2 separate regions of the Sus scrofa genome follow, and region 2 is linked to region 1. Evidence: chromatin contacts called from public Hi-C data. All regions are on one chromosome and are shown on one strand. The core of a region is the stretch at or near the end of the contact, and the rest is flanking DNA. Distances in the headings are between cores, read along the strand shown. Region 1 holds the start of CHFR (E3 ubiquitin-protein ligase CHFR). Region 2 holds the start of PGAM5 (serine/threonine-protein phosphatase PGAM5, mitochondrial).

Region 1 (6,066 bases), core at 1,439-3,938:
TACTCTTCAAAGTCGCAGACCAGACAATTGGACCATTGGCAACAATTTTTTTTTTGTCTTTTTGCCATTTCTTGGGCTGCTCCCACGGCATATGGAGGTTCCCAGGATAGGGGTCCAATAGGAGCTGTAGCCGCTGGCCTACGCCAGAGCCACAGCAACTCGGGATCCGAGTCAAGTCTGCGACCTACACCACAGCTCACAGCAACGGTGGATCCTTAACCCACTGAGTGAGGCCAGGAATAGAACCGGCAACCTCATGGTTCCAAGTCGGATTGGTTAACCACTGAGCCACGACGGGAACTCTGGCAACAATTTAAGAGTCCAAAGAATCAAGGTAAAGAGTTCCCTTGTGGCTCAGCAGGTTAAGGATTCAGTGTTGTCACTGCAGCACTCAGGTCTACTGATGAGACACAGGTTTGAGCCCTGGACGGAGAACTTCCACATGCTTTGGGCTCAGCCAAAAAAAAAAAAAAAAAAAAAAAAAAAGAAAATCAAGGTATTAGCCAAAGCTATGAGAGTGACCTTCAGTTCTGATCACTGAGTATTTCTGCTTTCATATCTGCATAGCTGGAGAGCCACTGAAGCCTGATGGACCCCAAAACCAAAACATGAGTGAATTAAGCCAGATTTTCAGGGAATGTCTTTGAATCAAGGATTCTTTGAACCTGAACCAGTGAATATGCTGAAGTGATGGGAAGGGGCAGAGAGGAAAAGCTTCAACCAGGGAGAAGCTGCCAGTTCTTCTTGTACAGCTGCTGGGCTATGTTCTTTTTTTTTTTTTTTTTTTTTTTTGCTTTTTTAGGGCTGCACTTGCGGCATATGTAAGTTCCTAGGCTAGGGGGAGAATTGGAACTGCATTTGCTGGCCTACGCCACAGCCACAGCCACGCCAGATCTGAGCTGCATCTGCAACCTACAATACAGCTCATGGCAATGCCAGATCTGTAACCCACTGAGTGAGGCCAGGTATTGAACCCGCATCCTCATGGATACTAGTTGGGTTCGTTACTGCTGAGCCATGAGCGGAACTCCTTGGCTATGTTCTTGAGTATAGCATTTCCATTTGAACTAAAGGCCTGATTAGCCAGGCACATAGTGTCTCCAACACCGAGTCCAATAAGGTACTGTGATTTGCTTCTTTTCTATCCAAACTAAATTTCTTTGAAGAAATTTTATTTATTTATTTACTTTTGGCCATGCCCCACAGCATGCAGAAGTTCCTGGGCCAGGGATGGAACCCACGCCACAGCTGTAACCAAAGCCTCAGCAGTGACAACACCAGATCCTTCATCTGCTGAGCCATGAGATAACTCTGAGAAATTTTAAATTCTGGTCTTTCCTATGACCTGAATCTGAGACCAGGAGAGATGTACTTTCTTCTTCTTTTTATGGCTGCACCTGTGACATGTGGAAGTTCCCAGGCTAGGGGTCAAATTGGAAACACAGCTGCAGGCCTATGCCACAGTCATGACAACACCAGATCCAAGCCACGTCTGCGACCTTCACCCCAGCTTGTGGCAAAGCCAGATCCTTAACCCAGTGAGGGGGGCCAAGGATCAAACCCACACCCTCCCACGGTGTTGGATCCTGAATGTGCTGAGCCACAATGGGAACTCAAGGAGAGATGCACTTTATGACAAAGTTGACATGGAGTTCCTGGTGTGGCTCAGCAGGTTACAAACCCTTCTAGTAGTATCCATGAGGATGTAGATTCCATCCCTGGCCTCATTCACTGGGTTAAGGATCTGGAGTTGCTATGAGCTGTGGTGTAGGTTGGCTTGGATCCCCCATTACTGTGGCTGTGGCTGTAGCATAGGCCAGCAGCTGTAGTTCCGATTCGACCCCTAGCCTGGGAAATTCCATATGCCACGGGTGCAGCCCTAAAAAGCAAAAACAAACAACAACAAAAATCACCAAATGATGCAGTTTAAATTACACAAAGGAATATACAGTGAAAGATGTCTCCCTCGCTCCTTTGGGTGCCTTCTTCCACTTCGGAGGTCTCCGTCCGATATCGTCTGGTTCCTCTCAACCGCGCAGTCATGGACCGCACAGTCCATGACTCGGCTCCTGGCCCACCCGCACCAAGTCTTCGCCCACCGTTCACTTTCAGGCGTCCAGCACTGATGATCCTAGTGCAGCCTTTTTTGGAACACACACCTTATTTCTGCTAGATTCCAAAAGGCGGAATCGCTGAGTCAAAGGAAACGTGCGTTTGAAATGAAAAGACTATGTGTGCACCGCTGCCCTCCAAGAAGCGGTCCAATTTATACTCTTACGACTGGCAACGGAGATGCTTGCACTCTCCAGAGCCCTCCCAGGACACTAGCAACATTCTGATCGCGGAGAAAGAGACATCCGAAAGTTTCTACCTGCACTTATCTCGTCGTTTGTCACATATCTATAAGCCATCTGCCCTTCCAACGCGGCTTTGAGAATTTGCTTCGGTGCCCAATACCCAAGTTACTCAGTCCCTTTTGCCCGGACTTATCATGGCGTCGACGGCAGCTACTTCCGAGATCCTCGGAGATCTAGAGGTCTCGGCCAGCATCAAAGATGTCGTCCCGGCCCCATCCTCCGGTCTGCGCACGCTCGGCTCACCTCCCCACGTCCACTCTAGATGGCCACCGCCCCTGTTCCGCTCTAGCCGCCAGGCTCGGTGGTCGCCACCGCCCGCCAATCGTAGGGCGCGGACGCCGCTGGCCCCGCCCCGCGGATCAGCTGAGGGATCAGCGATGTCTGTTGACAGCAGCGGCGGCGGCGCGGCCGGTTCCGGGTTCCGCGCGGGGCGGGGGGTAAGCGGGCTGCTGGCGCGGGCGGGACGCGGGGGAGGCCGGCGGCGCGGCCCGCAGCAGCGTGGCGGGGGCGCCGAGGCCCGGGCAGCTGCGGGAGAAGCGGCGGCCCCAGCCCCCGCCTTTGCGGCCAGAGTCTCACCCGACGTTTCCGGGGCTCGTCAGATGTGAATCCGATGGAGCGGCCCGGGGAAGGAGAGCAGCTGCCGCAGCAGCAGCCGTGGGGGAGGCTCCTCCGCCTGGGCGCCGAGGAGGGCGAGCCGCACGTCCTCCTGAGAAAGCGGGAGTGGACCATCGGGCGGAGAAAAGGTACGGGGCGGAGGTGGGATGGGAGACATGGGACGGACTGAGGACGAGTCCGGGATGGGGGCGGTGGACGGAGGCCGAGTGCTGGGGGACCCGAGCAGGGGCCAGGGCGGAGATCTGGGGCCCGAGGACGAGAGCTGGGCAGGACGGGACCCACCGCGCTGTGGGAGGCCCCTGGGCGGGGCGCTCTGAGCTTTCCAGTTTTTCCAGTGTAGTGGGCTCTCCTGTAATAGCTACCATTTATTCACTTATTGCTCTGCCCAGTCACTTCTGAGTGCTTCGTACAGATTCTTTAATCCTCGTTACAGCTATATGAAGTGGTACATTAATTTATTACGTAGAAGTCAGTGTTTTCAAGTTCATTACCACCCAACGCGTCTTCTCAGACCTTAACGGAAAAGAAATCAATAGCAGAAGGAACACTGGAAAACCCACCGATATGTGCAAAATTAAATAACACCCTTAAACAGCCATTGGGTCAAAGAAATCAAAAGGGAAATTAGACAATACTTTGAGATAAATAAAATATAACATACCAAAACTTGGGGGTTGCAGGTAAGCAGTGCTCAAGGGAAATTTATAGGTGTAGGCAGCTACATTCAAAAAAAGATCTGGGAGTTTCAGTCGTGGCTCAGCAGTACCGAACCCAACTGGTATCCGAGAGGATGCAGGTTGGATACCTGGCCTCTCTCAGTGGGTTAGGGATCCGGGGTTGCCATGAGCTGTGGCATAGGTCTCAGACGGGGCTTGGATCCCGTGTTGCCCTGGGTGTGGTGTAGACCTGTAGCTACAGCTCCTATTAGACCCCTAGCCTGGGAACTTTCATTTGCCACACTTGAGGCTAAAAAAGAAGGAAAAAAAAGGATCTTGGAGTTCCTGCTTGGCGCAGTGGGCTCTGTGGTGTCTTAGGAGCTCACTGGGTCACAGGTTCGATCCCCTGTCTGGCACAGTGGGTTAAGGATCGGGTGTTGCTGCAGCTTTGGCTTAGATCTGACTGCTACTCGGATCTGCCCCTTGCCAAGAACTCTATATGCCACGCCCAGCTCTTAGAGTAGAGCTGCTTAAATACTTGTTGATTTAAAGAACAAAGGAAGCTAAGAAGTTGAAGAAAAGTCATACAACTAGTGAGAGAAAGTGCCCTCACCCTCCAAGCTTACTGCCTCTGGACTAGAGGGGACCATCTGCTAAGTTTCCTTGTAGCTTTTCTCCTGGGAGAGAGGGGCACTGATCGGGTCAACAGAAATATTTAGTTTGTCAATAATTTATCATTCTGACTTTATACTTTTAAATGGGAGAATGAGAAAGATTACTGTTTCATATTACCCATTGTGATGTACTTGCGTGTCTTTATCGCTTGGGTTTTTTTGGAAGGCAGTCTTAAATACCAAGATCAAGTTAATTTTTTTTAACAACTGTAAAAGCATTTATATATCTTCGTTAGAAGCTTTTGGAGGTGCATTAATTGTCTTTCTTTGGTGTAAAAGGAAGTTTGGTGAAGAGCAGAAGCCCTGGAGACATACTTCTTGGGTTTCCATGGGACACCACCTCTGTAAATTTCTTTGGCTAACAATTTACCTTTCTGTACCTTTGTACCTACTTTGTAGGTTCATTGTGAAGATTAAAAGAGATGGTAAGTAGAGTGCTTAGAAGGATCTTGGCTAAGAGTTAGCACCTAAAGTTAGCCATTGTTATTATAACAGAACACTATAGTAGCATTTTACATGTTAATGCAAGGAACAAAAATGTGCTGGTATCAACCTTTCCAGCAAAACATAAAGGTTGAGGTATTAGTCTGCCCTGGCTGCCATCATAAATACCACAGATCAGGAAGCTTAAACAACAGAAATTTCTTTCTCAGTTCTGGAGTCTAGGAAGCCCAAGCTCAAAGTGCCAGTCGATTTGTTTGAGAACCCTCTTCCTGGATGGCAGACAGCCGCCTGCTTCTCACTCTGTCCTCACCTTCTGGACACAGAGCTTTGGTGTCTCTCCCTTTTTTTGTATGAACCTCAGCCCTATCAGATTAAGTTCCCACCCCAATGATCTCATTTAACTTTCATCACTTCACCAGCCCACTCCCTAAACACAGTCACATGGGGTTGTGGGATAGGGTTTCAGTGTATGAATTTTAGGGGAACACAAGTTGTAGAACTTGGTTATGTTTATATTTATTTTAAAACTATTATAGGACTGCTCTATACAAGGCATTATTTTGAGGAAAAGGGAGGGCAGAGTTCACGTGTGTGGGAGGAAGTGGAGGAATTCGCCTTTCTGAAGAGCTCCCCATTCCCAGGGGGTGGCGGAATGTGCGCCAGCCGTGGAGAAATGAACCAGCTGAGTGACAGGCAGGGCACATACCAAGAGTAGAACTTGAGAACACAGTGTTTCAGTTCTAAACAGGGTGCTGATGTTCTGGTGTGGAGAGGCCTGTTTAATACCCATGCTGGTGACATGCAGCTAGCCTGGGTCTGGGTTGTGAAGAGACCATCCTGGTGGTTGTGCTGCAGGAAGGGGGATCCCCTTCTAGGAGTCTTGTCTAACACTCAGAAATGACTTGTCTGGAGTTCCCAGCGTGGCTTAGCAGTTAATGAACCTGGCTAGCATCCGTGAGGATTCGGGGTCCATCCCTGGCCTTACTCAGTGGGTTAAGGATCCAGCATTGCCATGAGCTGTGGTGTAGGTTGTAGACTCGACTTGAATCCCGTGTTGCTGTGGCTCTGGCATAGGTCAGCAGCTACAGCTCCAATTAGACCCCTAGTCTGGGAACCTCCATATGCTGCAGGTGTGGCCCTAAAAAGTACCCCCCCCAAAAAAAAGAAAAAAGAAAATGAATTGTTTGGAGTTCCCATCATGGCTCAGGGGTTAATAACCCCGACTAGCATCCATGAGGACGAGGGTTCAATCCCTGGCCTCATTCAGTGGGTTAAGGATCTGGCGTTGCCATGAGCTGTGGTGTAGGTCACAGACATGGC
Region 2 (6,066 bases), core at 2,476-4,975, 130 kb after region 1:
GACAGGCAGCCCCTCCCATGGCTCAGGCCTAACTAGGGGACCAAGCTTTCAACAGGTAAAACCAAGGAAACAGAGCAGCCACCTTCGGCTCCACACAGGAAAAACGTTAAAAACAGTGACCACAACAATAAATAAAAAATAAGCAGGGAGTTCCCCTCATGGCTCCGCAATAATGAATCCAAATAGTATCCATGAAGACACACGTTTGATCCCTGGCCTTGCTCACTGGATTAAGGGGTCCGGCGTCGCCATGAGCTGTGGCATAGGCCGCAGATGCAGCCCGGATCCTGTGCTGCTCTGTGGCGTAGACTGGCAGCTGCAGCTCCGACTTGACTCCTAGCCTGGGAACTTCCATATGCAACTAGTGGGGGCTGAAAAAGCAAAAAATTAAATAAAATTGATGACGTTTTCAGAGCCTGCCTTGTGTCAGTTCTGCCTGCTAATTACTGGTGATGACAACGCCCACATCTGGGCAAGAGCCCCTGACACAGGTCCAAAGAGGCCCAGCCACTTACCCAGGGGTGTCAGCGTGCGGTCCTTCTCCAGGGAGGCGTCCACATGGTACTGGGAGTGCCTGATGAGGAAGATGTGCCGAGTGGCCTTGGCTTTGTAGTGGTCCAGCCTGGACGCCAGCTCTTCTTCTCCGGGTTCAAGGTTCCTCTTCCGCAGATTGACCAGGGATAGAGGTTCTCGCCTAATGTTGAAATAGGAGAGACAGTCTTTCTGACAGAGGGGTTTCCCATCTTGAGAAAGCACAAAAGCAAAGGCCTCCGTACTCCACCCCTGCCCTGAGCACATGCCACACATCCCAGAACTCAGCACCAGGCCTTCTCTGGGCCACTGGAGCAAACAGAACAATCAAAGCCCCTGTGCCACTCATGTCCTTGGGAGGAGACTGACAGTCACAGCAAGGCAACCAGTGACACGGAGAGGACAGAAGCAAGTAACAGGAAGAAGTGGCTGTGGGAGGGCAGGCAGGAAATGCCCACAGGTCGGCCCAGCAAATGGGGACACTGTGCCCAATAGAAGCCACTGATCACGTGGCTACTATAAGTCAAAATAATGGGGAAAAAATGGATAAAATAAATCTCCATTTCTCCAATCACACTAAGCACATTTTCAATACTTGGTAGCACGTGCGGTGGTGGTTATCACATTGGACAGTGAGGAAAAAACTGTTCCACTTATCGCAGGAAATGCCGAGGAGCTGATCACGGGCTGGGAGGGACAGCAGCAGCAAAGATGCTCAAAATGCCAAAGTCTGGCGCAGACAGGCACTCTGGTTGCTCCCGGCTGGGCTGGCAAAAGAATGCCCTCAGCTGAGGCAGAGTGGTGGAAGGATAAGTTTTGAGGGGAGTAATGAATTCAAGGCTTCTGCATGGGCCACTGTGCCAGCATGGTACGGCATAACTGCCAGGCACATGGGTAGGCATGTGGGAGCCTGTGGTAGAGCCAGAGAAGACATCTGGAATCTACAGGCACAGACCCAGGAAGCCTCATTCCTCAGAAGAGGCTGGAGACTTCACTGGATAAGGCTCTGGAACTTTCCAGAATGTACACCCCCCCACACCCCCAATCTAGACTTAGTAACCAAATACAGTACATCAACCTCAAACAAAGCTGGAGTCTGGCTCTACCTCAGCTAAGTCCTTTAAGCTCAGAGTGAACGTTTCCTTAAAAAGGCCCAAGAAATTCAGAAGACTATACTGATGTTTAAAAAAGAGAATATAGGAGTTCCCTAGTGGTTCAGGGGGTTAAGGATCTGGCATTGTCATGGCTGTGGCTTTAGTTACCACTGTGGTTCAGGTTTGATCTCTGGCCAGGAACTTCCACATGCTGCAGGTGCAGCAAAGAAAAACATATAAGTAAAATAAAATAAATAAGAGAATACTACCCCAGTATATAACCATGAGAAAAAGAGACAAATCCCATGTTGCAGGTGTGGCCATAAAAAGGGAAAAAAAAAAAAAAAAATCCCAATTGAGGGACATTCTACAAAATTCCTAACCAGAGCTCCTCAAAATTGTCCAGGTCACCAAAATAAGGGAAGTCTGAGAAACTGTCAAAACCAAAAGGAGCCAGGGCTGCCTGTCAGGTGGGATCCTGGAAGAGATAATGGACGATATGTAAAAACTGAGGAATCTCAAGAAAGTATGGACATCAGTTAATGATAACATGTAACTGGATCTCTGGTTGTGACAAATATTCTATATTGGGTGTGGAGTATACAGGAACTCTATTACCTTTCCAAGTTTTCTCCAAATGTAAAACTAAAATAGGTTTTTCTTAAAAATTAAAAAAAAAATACCTACGAAGTTCCTGATATGACTAACAATAAATATTAGTTCTGCACCCCACACTCAGAGTCAACTGTCAAGTAGTAAAGAACTAGGACTATGTAAACCAACCCACAACAGCCACTCCCAGACTCCAGAGCAGCGCTGTCCAATAGAAAAAGAACACTGGCAACGTATATAATTTTAAATTCCCAAGTATCCCCATTTACAAAGTAGGAAGAAACGGGAAATTTCAATAACTCACTTTATTTACTCCAATGTATCAAAATACTATCGTTTCAACCCAGTACTTTAAAATCTGCACTGCTTTGTTTTTTAATTCTAATTAACACTGAGTAAACCTAAATATTGTTTCCTGGTCACAGGTGCCACATTTCAAGTGCTCAATAAGAACAGGTGACAGCGAGCGGCCAGGCAGGGGCCCGAGACCCCGGGAAGCTCAGGTTCCTATTCAAGATGGCTGCTAGTCCTTATCCTTCTATATCTTCCCAGCAGATTCCCTTCCTTTTAAGGACCCACATCCACCTCCTTCTCAGCTGGACTGAAAACAGGGAATCATTATCTAATCTGAGGATTCCCAAGTTGAGAGAGAGGAAATAAGGAAGAGAGCCCTAAGGAAGCCCAAGCCCTCGGTCTAGGACGGCAAATAGCCACTTCGGGCTTCCCTGTGTACTGGGCACTGTCCCCGGCATCACTGTGCTAGTTCCTCAGAACGACCCTCCGGTAGACGAGCGTGCTGAGGCTCAGAAGTGGGGCCGGGCGGGACGCACGAGGAAACTGGGGCTCAGAAAAAGTCGGGGGCGGCCCACATCCACAGGCAGCCTTGCAGCCAGAACCGAAAGAGAAACCCGCACGCAAGCCGGCCTCGCCCGCCCTGCCTGCCCCTCTACCGACCCCATCGGCCGAATGTAGCCGCCAGGGCCCAGGAGGGCTCCCGCCGGCGGCCGTCTGGGGCTGCCAGGACTCCACCCGCGGACCCCGCACCTGTCCCAGTTGGGGTCCCAGACGCCGGGCCCGGGGCGCGCGGCCCCCGCCCACGCCGGCGGCTCGACCACGCGCGGCTCCGCGTCCCCGCCCGCGCGGGGCTTCCCCACCGCCACTGCGGAGAAAAGGACCGCAGCCGAGCCCCCAGCCAGGCCGCAGGCCGCCAGCTGCAGCGCCTGCCGGAACGCCATGCCGGCCAGACTCGCGCCAACCCCGCGCAGGCGCTCACGGGCGCGGACGGCACCCCGTGAGGGACACGCTTCGTCAGGCGTGCGCTTCCCGCCGGAGGGTTGCGCGGGGGTCGCCGGGAACGCCCAACCGGGCAGGGGACGACTTCCGGCATCCAAGGTGCAGCCCCCGCGGTGGGCGGTGATCCTCTAATGCTCCTCTCGGTCTGGTGCTGCAGGCCCCGGGTGCCTGCCGTTCCCGACTTCGGGTGGCGAGGGTGGCGGGTGTTCACGCGGCGTTCCAGTGGAGCCGCCTTCGGGGGTGGTACCGACTGGAGCTGGCGCGCCGTGGGGTCTGGGCGAGGGGTCAGCTCTGCAAAGAGCCCGGAGGGAACCCGTGCCCTACAGATAATTGGGGTTCTAGTGTAAGTGAACTGGGGATCTCCTACAGGTTGCTTTGGGTTTGGGGGGGTTTGTTTTTCTAGGGCATACGGAGTTTCCCAGACTTGGGGTAAAATCGGAGCTGTAGCCACCCGCGTTACACCACAGCCACAGCAACGCAAGATCCAAGCCGCGTCTGCAATCTACACCACAGCTTGTGGCAAGGCGGGATCCTTAACCCCCTGAGCGAGGCTAGGGATCAAACCCTCGTCCTCATGGATTCTAGTCCTGTTCGTTAACTGCTCAGCCACGACAGGAACTCCCGGTTGCTTTGTTTTTAAGTAGTAAAATAACACGTAACATAAAACTTAGCATCTTAACCTTTTTTTTTTTTTTTTAACTTTTTAGGGCCGCACCTGTGGCATATGGAAGTTCCCAGGCTAGAGGTCCAACCGGAGCTGTAGCTGCTGGTCTACGCCACAGCCACAGCGACACGGGATCTGATCCCTGTCCTACACCACAGCTCACCGCATTGCCAGATCCTGAACCCCATGGAGGCCAGAGATCTAACCCACATCCTCATGGATCTTAGTAGGATTCCTTAACCGCTAAGCCAGGATGGGAACTCCATCTTAACCATTTTTAGGGACACAGCTCAGTGGCATTAAGCACTTTGTCTTTGTCGTGCCATCTCCAGAACTTTTTCATCTTCTCAAACACTTAACTCCCCACTCTCCTCTGCCAGCCCTTAGCACCCACTACCCTACATTTTATGACTTTGCTCCAGGAATCTTCAGAGAAGTAGAGTCAGGAGTACTGTTGTGGTTCAGTGGGTTACAAACCCAATTAGTATCTATGAGGATGCTGTTTCCATCCCAGGCCTTGCTCAGTGGATTAAGGATCCGGCGTTGATGGAGTTCCTGTCACGGCGTAGTGGTTAACGAATCCAACTAGCAACCATGAGGTTGCGGGTTCGATCCCTAGCCTTGTTCAGTGGGTTAAGGATCTGGAGTTTCCGTGAGTTGTGGTGTAGGTCACAGTCTCGGCTTGGATCTGGTGTGGCTGTGACTGTGGTGTACGCTGGCGGCTACAGCTCTGATTCAACCCCGAGCCTGGGAACTTCCATATGCCACAGGTGCGGCCCTAAAAAGAAACAAAAAATCTCTCTGTGTAAGAGTTCCCATTGTGGCACAGCAGTAACAAGCCTGACTAGTATCCATGAGGACTCAGGTTGATTCCTGGCCTCGCTCAGTGGGTTAAGGATCTGGCATTGCCGCGAGCTGTGATGTTGGTCACAGATGAGGCTTGGATCCCATGTGGCTGTGGTGTAGGCTGGCAGTGACAGCTTTGATTGGACCCTTAGCCTGGGAACTTCTATATGCCACAGGTGTGGCCCTAAAAAGACAATGACAACAACAAAATCATTCTGGGTTTTGGAGAACAAATGTATTCCACATAAATACCCAGATGTCTGCTTAAACATGGTATCTTCAACCCATGCATTTGTCTCCTTCCAAAAGGTCACTTACAAAACTGACAGTAAAAAGTTTTAGAAAGAAAAAATTCATAAGAATGTATTTGTGTCCACAGAAGCAATAAAGCAGAGAGATCAGCTAATAAAATTTTGGAAGCTGGATATCAGATCATTATTGACTTGAAAAGATGGAATATCAGTTTCCTTCACTGTGGGAAGCCAAGAAGCAAGCCCCATTAGTTCAGTGAGTCTGGAAGAGTCTGGTGAGTTACAGGTACCAGCCCACCTCTGAGAACAGGACAGTGGGTGGGGCTACCGACTGAAAATGTGTAAGAAGTTGCCCCTTTCCATCCCCTCCATCACCGGGGTATTCAGGTGAGCCCCTCACTTCCCTCATGGCAGAAGACTAGGAGACTTTCATCCCAGAGGATCTGAACCAAAAGGACTCTGGAGTTGAGAACAACACACAGCTGAGACTGGGATGCAGTAATATGAGACTGATGTGCTACCTACTGCACTAACTAGGCACCTGGGATGTAGTAATAAAGATGAAATTCTAGGAGTTCCTGTCGTGGCTCAGTGGTTAACGAATCCGACTAGGAACCATGAGGTTACGGCTTTGATCCCTGGCCTCACTCAGTGGGTTAAGGATCTGGTATTGCCGTGAGTTGTGGTGTAGGTCGCAGACTCGGCTTGGATCCCATGTGGCTGTGGCTGTGGCTGGCAGCTACAGCTCCAATTAGACCCCTAGCCTGGGAACCTC

The links. A called contact is a pair of places that touch in the nucleus more often than the background predicts.
Region 2: a contact with region 1 is called in a Hi-C map of skeletal muscle, with 5 times the contacts expected there. The contact joins the promoter of PGAM5 here to the promoter of CHFR in region 1. A contact is called at or near these places in 1 of 47 Hi-C or Micro-C datasets (skeletal muscle) and 1 of 2 datasets of contacts at active chromatin or transcription factors (alveolar macrophages).

What each region holds. Positions count from the first base shown.
Region 1 is chr14:22,651,774-22,657,839 of Sscrofa11.1, forward strand. CHFR (E3 ubiquitin-protein ligase CHFR) reads left to right here and starts at 2,689. Exons shown (of 17, transcript XM_001928455.6): 1 at 2,689-2,794; 2 at 2,957-3,100. The coding sequence starts at 2,968.
Region 2 is chr14:22,777,179-22,783,244 of Sscrofa11.1, forward strand. PGAM5 (serine/threonine-protein phosphatase PGAM5, mitochondrial) reads right to left here and starts at 3,726. Exons shown (of 6, transcript XM_021073941.1): 1 at 3,282-3,726; 2 at 516-694. The coding sequence starts at 3,472.